2 separate regions of the Sus scrofa genome follow, and region 1 is linked to region 2. A link is a contact called in public Hi-C data. All regions are on one chromosome and are shown on one strand. Each heading gives the region's core, a stretch centred on a gene start, on an enhancer-like site or on the middle of the called end of the contact. The rest is flanking DNA. Distances are from core to core; before and after follow the strand shown.

The links. A called contact is a pair of places that touch in the nucleus more often than the background predicts.
Region 1: a contact with region 2 is called in a Hi-C map of liver, with 4 times the contacts expected there. The contact joins the promoter of ATL2 here to the promoter of GALM in region 2. A contact is called at or near these places in 2 of 47 Hi-C or Micro-C datasets (heart right ventricle and liver).

The regions. Positions count from the first base shown.
Region 1 is chr3:101,955,104-101,959,806 of Sscrofa11.1, forward strand. ATL2 (atlastin-2) reads left to right here and starts at 2,086. Exons shown (of 14, transcript XM_005662612.3): 1 at 2,086-2,253. The coding sequence starts at 2,136.
Region 2 is chr3:101,679,714-101,684,187 of Sscrofa11.1, forward strand. It overlaps GALM (galactose mutarotase), which reads right to left and starts at 3,108. Exons shown (of 7, transcript NM_214406.1): 1 at 2,863-3,108. The coding sequence starts at 3,052.

The sequences.
Region 1 (4,703 bases), core at 836-3,335, 270 kb after region 2:
TTGTGTGGTGGAAGGAGTCTGTCTGGGGTATGGAAAGAAACAAAAACCAAGGAAAGCAATTTTGTCTGTCTTGTTTGTCATCGTCTGTTCAGCACACACAACAGTGTCAAAATTCATTTGTTAAATGAAAGAATGAAGGAACAAATGACAGAGTAGTGAAAAATGAGGCTTGTTATAAAGGTAGAGCCCAAAGCATGAACGTTCTCGTCAACTATTTTGAAGAGTCTGGACTTTATCCTGATCAGCGAAATCACATGAATAAATTTGCATCTAAGAAAATTCAAGACAGTCTATGTGGAGGACCCACAGGAGAAGGGGGGAAGAGCAGGGAAGTTGTTATAGCAAGTCCACTGGGAGATGATGGGGTCTGAATCAAGAGGAAGGCTGAGGGGGTGGGAGGAGGTGAGCTGGGTAAGATTTAGAAGTCAGAATAGTTGTCATGTGGATTTGCTGGGTATAGAGGGAGGGAGATGTCTGCAGGAACACTGAGGTTTCACTGTGATGAGAAATTGCAGAGGGATGGTTGACTGGGGAAAATGGAGGAAGGCCCTTAAAACATATGGATTTGAGGTGACCATGGGATAGTGCTCAGTCTCTTGACAGTACTTGTGTTTGGCTTCTTTACCCTCCTTAGAGTCAGGAGACTTGGACCTGTCCAGGGCACTGTAGTAGCCTATGAAATAAACTGTTTCCTAGTGGAAAGGACACTGGCTAGGAGGTCACTTGACTAGCAGTGCAGCCTTAACTCTGGGGGTCCCTGATGGAGTGGGCTCAGTACTAAGTTAGCTGCTAATTCTAACTGGAAATTTATTCTTTGCTGGCAAAAATACTCATCTTTGCATCTTCTCTCATACCTCAGATGATAATACCCTGTATAAAGCAGACTGCAGGCAATATTAAATAGATGCCTTATAGGGAGATTATGACAGGAAATCCATCATCAAACAGGGCTTACAACTTGGTGCTTAGGTTGGACCAGGGGCATCGAACCAGGATGCAGGGAGTTAGGAGGTCCAGGAGGAGCCCCAAATCCCTTTCTATTAATACAAAAACAGATGAATAAAGAAATGGCCCAACAACCCCCCTTCTAGAATGGTACCCTGTAAGCTTTGATGACATCAATGCTTTTGTAGTGGTCATTCAGGATGAAGGGCTGTGAGAAGACCTGTCCAAGACAGCGGTTTGGACACCTGGACACATGTCTTTACCAGAGAAAAGGAGAATCTAATGCAGCTGGCGATAATGGTAAACACCCAAAAGAATAGGGACTGTTTCACAGAAGTCTCCAAAGGGTGGCTTTCCTTTTAAAAGCGACCTGAACTTTCTATAAGATGTCACTGGACCCCTTGAAGAAGGTTATCACAGTTCGGAAAGGACCTGCTACAAGTCTTTTTATGATTAGAATGCTTTCTGGTTTGCCCCTGTAAGGGGCTAGGAGCAGGAAGGCAAGGGTATGCACAGTTAAGAAGATAAGAGGAGGGTCTCATAATTAGAAGGAAGCGATGGCAAACGAACCATAGGATGGTCTCTGGATGGGAAACAACATTGGAGACTTGTGCAAGAAAGAACATGAGGAAAAGCAGGGCACCAGCAATAGTGTGGCGGGGAGTGTGGGGGTGGGGGAAGGAGGAACGAAGAAGGGAGGAGGGGGAGCACAGCTGTGGGAGGAGGTGGGAATAAAAGGGAGAGAAGGAAAGGAGTGTGAAAGCAACCTCACGTGCAGTGCACGAGTCAACGATCATGGAGAAGAGCTGTCAAGAGAATTGGGTTACTGAATTAGGAAGGAGGGACTTGGCTCTCCGGAGAATCCTTCTTCGTTTACACAGCCTAGTCCAGAGCTGAGGTGTGGCAATGAGCTTAGGGCGGTGGGAGTGTGAGACTGTCGGGGTGGAACGCTGCCCAAGTTCTCCCCAAAGTGGAAGGCTGGGAAAACCGAGCAGCAGGCAGGCTTGCAAGCAGAGCGGGGGCGGAGCGAGGGCTCCGAGGGGCGGGACGAGGGAGGGCGTGGGGAGGACCAGGAGGAGTAGCTTGAGGGCGGCGCTAGGACCCAACGGCGCCCCGCCGGCTCCCGGGAGGTTGATAAAGCGGCGGCGGCGTTTGACGTCAGTGGGGAGTTAATTTTAAATCGGTACAAGATGGCGGAGGGGGACGAGGCAGCGCGGAGGCAGCAGCCGCACCTGGGGCTGCGGCGCCGGCGGCGGACCAGTGACCCAAACACCGCGGTTAACCACGTCTCGTCCACGACCCTCCTAGGTACGGGCCGGCGCGGTGGAGGCCGCAGGGCCGGGTGGTGAGAGGGCTAGAGCCGCTCGAGCTCGCGGGCACCGGCCGCAGGCGGCGGGGTCGTCGTCCGCGGCTGGCTCAGCTTCCTTCTGCCGCCGCGTCTGGCCGCCGGGCCTAGCCCCCGCCGCGCCCCGGGCTCCAGCAGCGCGCGGCCCGAAAGGGCGGCCCCGTGGCGGCGGCTCCCGCAGCTGTCGAGTGTACTGGCGGCTCGCGCGCCGCTGCGCCCGGCCCGGCCCCCTGTCCGCCGCCCGCCCGCCGCGTGGCTGTGGCTGGGTCCGCCCCGACCTGAGGGGGCGGCCTTGAGCAGGGGCCGCCGACCCGGGGCGCGGGGAGCTAGGCTGCGGCGTGGCTCGGTCCTAAGGCTCTTCGGAAGCTGCTGGACGACCTGTCATTAGGCCGGCACTTAATGCTCTCTGTTCCTCGCGGGGAAAGGGAGGAAGGGTTATCCAGGTCGTGATGGGCCCCGTGGAGGAGGAGGACGCGCAGCGCACTGGGGGAGCGGACACCTCGCTGCCAGGTCGGAAAGCTCTCCAGACGCCCTTCCAGGAGGGAACCGCAGTCCGCAGGCCAAGGCTGTGCTCTGGGGCCCGCGTTCGTGGCCCCTCGGTTCCCGGACCCATTCAAGTGGGTAACGCGTGGCTAGGATGCAAGTTCGGGTTTAATTGTCAAAACTGGGGTTTATGTGCTGTGTGCTAGTACTGAGAACATAGTAAGGCCTGGTTAGACTGAAAGTGTTGGTGGTGCGAAATCACCTGATCCTTCGCTCCCTGGTTTTGCTGAATGTGAACTCTTACTGTACGTGTTCAAGGAGTGCCCCTGCCCCCGAAGACGCATTTGCCTTGGCAGCGGGGTGTTGTGTGTCCCTCTCATAACACCCCTATTTTTAGGAGTTTAGCATTTGATCTTTCACTATGATGTGAATTGAACGCCTGAAATCCTGATTGAGTATTTTGGTGGTACTTAAAGGCATAAAGTTTTTTAAAGACTTGTAAATAGTAAAAGTTTATGGTTAGGTAAGTATGGCAATAGCATAGATAGGAGTTTTTTTTTGTTTTTTTTTAACCTACACTAAATTTGAACTGTGTTGTTCAGACTTCTACAGTCTGTTAAAGGTTTCGTGAGATAAAATGTAAAACATTTTGATAGAAGACTGACTTTAATAGAAAAGCTTACGTGAAATGTATTTCATCATTTATGTTATTAGCCTATGGACATGTTGAATGTATGTCAGAGGTGATGACAATCTAGAGTTTTTGCTAAGGGAAAAAGAACAGGAAATAAGGCTTATTTTATTTCTTGCCAAGCAAAGCATTTGACAGAACTATTTATATAGAAAAAGTACTTCAAGAGAAGAGAGGTATGCCTTAGATCTATTCTGGTTGGAATTCTCAAGTAATTAGAGTTGTTTGGAATGCTGAGGGATTGGTTAATTTAGCTCTTTTGGACCCCGGGGGTGTGCTTATTTACTTATTTATTAATTATAACCGTTTTGACGTAGATCCAAAGCGTTCTATCCAAAGCAAGCGTGCTTGCTTACCTTTGTAACTCAAGGCTGTGTATGAACTGTGAAGAGATGCGATTCTTAAGACATGATAAGTAGAGTTGCTCATTTATTAAATACTCTGTCTCCTACCCGCAGGTTTTTATCTTGTGTGTGTATAGTTAATCCTTCACTTGATAGCCATTCCTATCAAATGACTGCCTGAAATAGTCCCTCTCCCTGCTAATTTGCTCTGAGTCACCCATTCTACATTAAAAACCAAATAAACTTGTTAAGATTTGTGTTTAAAGTAAAAGCCAGCAGACTGCAAATGAGTAGGAACTCATCTAATTTTGGCTGTGTAAACTCTTTGTCTCCCTATGCTTTCTGGATAAACAAAGTTAAGCTGAGTTGGGGTGAGTCAGGTGCCACTATAGAAGTTTAGTCTTGGGAAGATGTTTTGTGTCTCTTAAAGAGGCATGCTTACTCTTAGAAAGTGAGACCTTTATAAAGCACTTATGATCTATTCTATTTTTATGACTTTGTAGGATGATAAGCATCTGTGGATGTGATTAAATCTATTTAGTAAGGTGTTTTGAAATCCATTGAAATTCTTTTTTTTTTTGGTCTTTTTAGGGCCGAATTGGAGGCATATGGAGGTTCCCAGGGGTCCAATTGAAGCTGTAGCCGGTGGCATGCACCACAGCCACAGCAACATCAGATCCAAGCCGAGTCTGCAACCTACACCACAACTCATGGCAATGCCAGATCCTTAACCCACTGAACAAGGACAGGGATCGAACCTGCGTCCTCATGGATGCTAGTCAGATTAGTTTCCACTGAGCCACAACAGGAACTCTGAAATTCTTTATTTAAGGAAGAAAGAGCTGCCTTACAATAAAGAGGTATTTATTATGGGGCAAATAAACCATGAGTCAGA
Region 2 (4,474 bases), core at 1,858-4,357:
TTCCCGTCATGGTGCAGTGGTTAACGAATCCGACTAGGAACCATGAGGTTGCGGGTTCGGTCCCTGCCCTTGCTCAGTGGGTTAAGGATCCGGCGTTGCCGTGAGCTGTGGTGTAGGTTGCAGACGCGGCTTGGATCCCGCATTGCTGTGGCTCTGGCGTAGGCCGGTGGCTACAGCTCCGATTCAACCCCTAGCCTGGGAACCTCCATATGCCCCGGGAGCGGCCCAAAAAATAGCAACAACAACAACAAAAAGACAAAAGACAAAAAAAAAAAAAAAAAAAGAGAATTAAAATGAGTTGGGAGTTCCCCTCGTGGCTCAGCGGTTAACAGCCTGACTAGGATCCATGAGAATGTGGGTTGGATCCCTGGCTTCACTCAGTGGGTTAAAGATCCCATTTTGGCTGTGATCTGTGGTCGCAGACACCACTCAGATCCTGAGTTGCTGTGGCTGTGGCTGTGGCAGGAAGCTGTAGCTCAGATTTGACTCCTAGCCTCGGAACCTCCACATGCCACCTGTGCGGCCTTAAAGAGACCCAAAAAAAAAAAAAAAAAAAAGGAATAAAATGATTAGGAAGTGTGTGTATGAATGTGTGTGTGTAACATATGGGGGAGGTAGTTAATATGCTGATAAGTCAGTTGCTCAAAGCTTATCATCGCCAATGCTCTACTGGCTCAGAAATTCTAGGTTCTCTCTCCAATTCTCCTTCAACTCCACTGGGCAATTTTATACTGGTCAAGTTATCTCTTTGTGATTCTGTTTTGGCCTTAGCAGATGGTTATGCTTCTAACAGAGAGAGGTGACTCAGCAAAAAATGATTCTAAAGAATCCTCTTTTGGAGTTCTCTTATGGCGCAGTGGGTTAAGGATCCAGCATTATTACTGCAGTGGTCAGGGTTGCTGCTGTGGCACAGGTTCAATCCCTGGCCCAGGGAAACTTCCACGTGCCACAGGCACGGGACGAAAAAAAAAAAAGACTCTTTTGTCACTTGTCAACTCTCTTGCCTTCTGACTCTGAAGACAGAAGATATGAACACCTGAAGGGGATGTGGAGAGCAAGGGGAAGTAAAGCTGATTTTTCCCAGCCCCTGCAGCTTCCTACTAGTGAGTGTCCTCTAATAAACTTGCTGAAATTACAAAAGAAATTCTGCTGAAGGTTATGTTATCTTCTCCAAGCCAAGTTGTGGAGGCTCCAAAGCAGTTAAAGAAATCAACCAGGAGTTCCCGTCGTGGCGCAGTGGTTAACGAATCCGACTAGGAACCATGAGGTTGCGGGTTCGGTCCCTGCCCTTGCTCAGTGGGTTAAGGATCCAGCGTTGCTGTGAGCTGTGGTGTAGGTTGCAGACGCGGCTCGGATCCAGCGTTGCTGTGGCTCTGGCGTAGGCCAGAGGCTACAGCTCCGATTCAACCCCTAGCCTGGGAACCTCCATATGCCGCGGGAGCGGCCCAAAAAATAGCAACAATAACAACAACAAAAGACAAAAAAAGACAAAAAAAAAAAAAAAAAGACAATCAACCAGAGGGCAAGGAATAGAATCCTCAGGAATACTCGTGATATATTTTGTTAAGGAAATAGGAAGCCAATTTCAGTCTCTTAAGGGAAAACCAATACTCTCAATTTTCTGTTGATCTCCAACCATGAGCCATGTTACATATCTAAAGAACCAGACACCTGAAGGAAAACCCCAAACCTCCTCTCTTACAAATTTTGTCCAAGCCCCTACCAAGGAGCAGAGAATTAATTCTCAAGCATTTGCCTTTTGCCAACTTTCAGACCTCCTTTTCTGTCTAGCTACTCAGGTGTGCCAAGAAATAGCAAGCACTATGCCCATTTTCCTTTGCCCTGATCAAAGTGCAGTTGTAACTATTTATTTGTGCAATTTTTTGGCTAAGGTCTATCTCCACATCTAAATTGCAAGTTCTGGAGTTCCTATCGTGGTGCAATGGAAACGAATGCAACTAGGAACCATGAAGTTTCAGGTTTGATCCCTGGCCTTGCTCAGTGGGTTAAGGATCTGGCGTTGCCATGAGCTGTCATGTAGGTCACAGGCTCAGCTTGGATCTGGCATGGCTGTGGCTGTGGCATAGCTGTAGCTCCGATTCGACTCCTAGCCTGGGAATCTCCATATGCCTCAGGTGCAGCCCTAAAAAAAAAAAAGAAAAAAAAATTAAAAAATAAATTGCAATTTCCATGAGGGTGGGGACCTTGTCTTTCTCGCTGATCAGATAACTGATTCAACAGTGTCTGAATGAATTAACACATTTTTTAATTGCCTACAGATTCCCACAAAATAAAATCCATCCCAGTTACAAAGAGACTCTTTTCTTGACAATATGGGTATTGATCAGCCAAGGGGTGCGGGACACTGTACCCACAGACGAAAGCAGATAAGCTGTTTGCACCTGCTGAGCTTATGTTATGGAGCATTTCTGAAACCACCAGACCTCGAAGAGAATCTAAACAAGAAGGAAGTAGAAGACGCATGTCTTTTAATTTTTTTCCTTCTTCAAAAAGGGCACAAGGGAAGAACTGGGAGCCACACCCCCTCCGGCCTGCACTTTCCTCTCACCCTCAGAGATCAAGCAGTTCAAAGATCATTCCAGAGTTGCTGCAGTTTTATTTTACCCTCAACTGACTTTCTAAAAATTAAGACAAAGGCCTGAATGTACAACCAGAGACCAAGTCCTACAGCAGTTCGTTTTTTCCAAACATTAGATCGCAACACAGTGAGTGAGTCAGATCCAAGCACTCCTCAGTACTTCCCTTCGGCCCCGCATCCCTGCAGCGCGAGTCTCCAGTGTGAGGCGGTGTTAACGGATGGGCCTGGGGCCCCTCCGCAGCCCGGGGCGGAATCCAACCCACCTTTCAATTCAGCAAAGCCAAGCACCACGTCTGAGGCTCTGCCCTGCCTGTCTTTGACCTCCAGGGCCGTGATGGTGCAGCCCCAGGAGATGATGTCCACTCTCAGCTGGTCTGATTGCAGCTGGAACTTTTCCACCGTCCCTGCCCCCGAGGGGAGGTCTCCAAACACGGATCTTGTAACTGAAACCATTAGGAAAGCTTGGGGTGTGTAGTTGCTCCAGGTCCCTCGAACTCCCGCCGCCAAACCTAGAGCGGCAGAAGTTTACTGGAGAAGGGGAGGGACAGGGATCAGACTCCTCCCCTTCCTTGCCGGGATTTAGGGAGTGACCACTTCTGCGAAAAATATCCTCCGGGGCCTTTCGAAATCATTCCTTTGCCTGAGGGTGGCACCAAGGCAAAATTTCCTACTAAGCTGGGAATTTCCAGCCAGTTCTTTTCCTTTGCTAACCCTGACTGCACTGCATGTTGGGAATGGTAGTCTTTGAAAGGGGAACTTGCATGTTGGGGCCTGTAGTCTTTCTAAACCCAAATCTTGAGTCTGCTGGATTCTACCCCGTTTTCTGGCACAAGGTTCTCAACGTGCAGTGATCTGTTCATTAATCGTGACTGACTTTCAGATAAAATGCTGGAAAATGCAGAGATTAAAATTAGGAAGAGTGGGGAGGGGGGTGGAAATGTGGGAGGTTGTGTGTGGAATTTTGATTTTTAACTCTTTGATCCAGAAGGGAAAGAATTACAGTAGTAATTAAGAGAAGGGGTAAATAATTGCAGGTTTCTCTGCACACTGACTGAAGATCCATTCTGCTTGCCACACAAACAGCTCTCAACATGTATTGCTGGAGCCACTGCCCAGAGGCTCTCCTGACTGCTAGCCCGGAGAGGGTCATGTCTAGATGGATTAGGGCCTAGTTTATATGGAGGTGAACAAAGGTGGCCTCTGACTTTCTTTCCTTCAGGGGACTGGGAAAGGACCTTGGTTATACACCCACTCTTGTTCCTGAAGCCCAAAGTTCCTTTAAGAAAGGATTAAGGATGAATATTTATTAAGGACATCATTAATGTCAGATACTGTACTTTTATTATCTCCTTTCTACAAGCAGAAAAAGGCTTTGCGTATGTACTGCTGGGAGAAGAAAGACATTAAATAATCCTTTAATGCTTTGATGTGCCTCAAAAGCATCAAAAATGCATATCCCCAGGTTCATTCCTGGAATTTCTGTTTCTGTGAGTCGAGGGTGAAACTCAGTAATCTACTTTTTTCACAGATTCCTCAGGTTAGTCTACTGTAGTTTATCTGGGACCAGACTTTGAGAAGTATTGCTCCAGGTTTTGATGACTAATCTCAGATTTTTTTCCCCCCTCTGATGGTACAGGACTAAGATAGAGCTACCAAAGGCCTTAATAATATTGTCAGATAAAATACAGTAAATGTATTTCTTTGCTAAATCTGTCCAGATAGTACTGAGCCTTGGAACAGGGAAGATTCTGGAAGCCTGACAACGTTCTACTTGACCATCTGCATACTCATCACTTTGATCTGGTTCCTAGGTACTTTAAAGGGGATCCAACTAGACCGTGGTGAACACCAAAATTCATCTATGACTAGGAAATT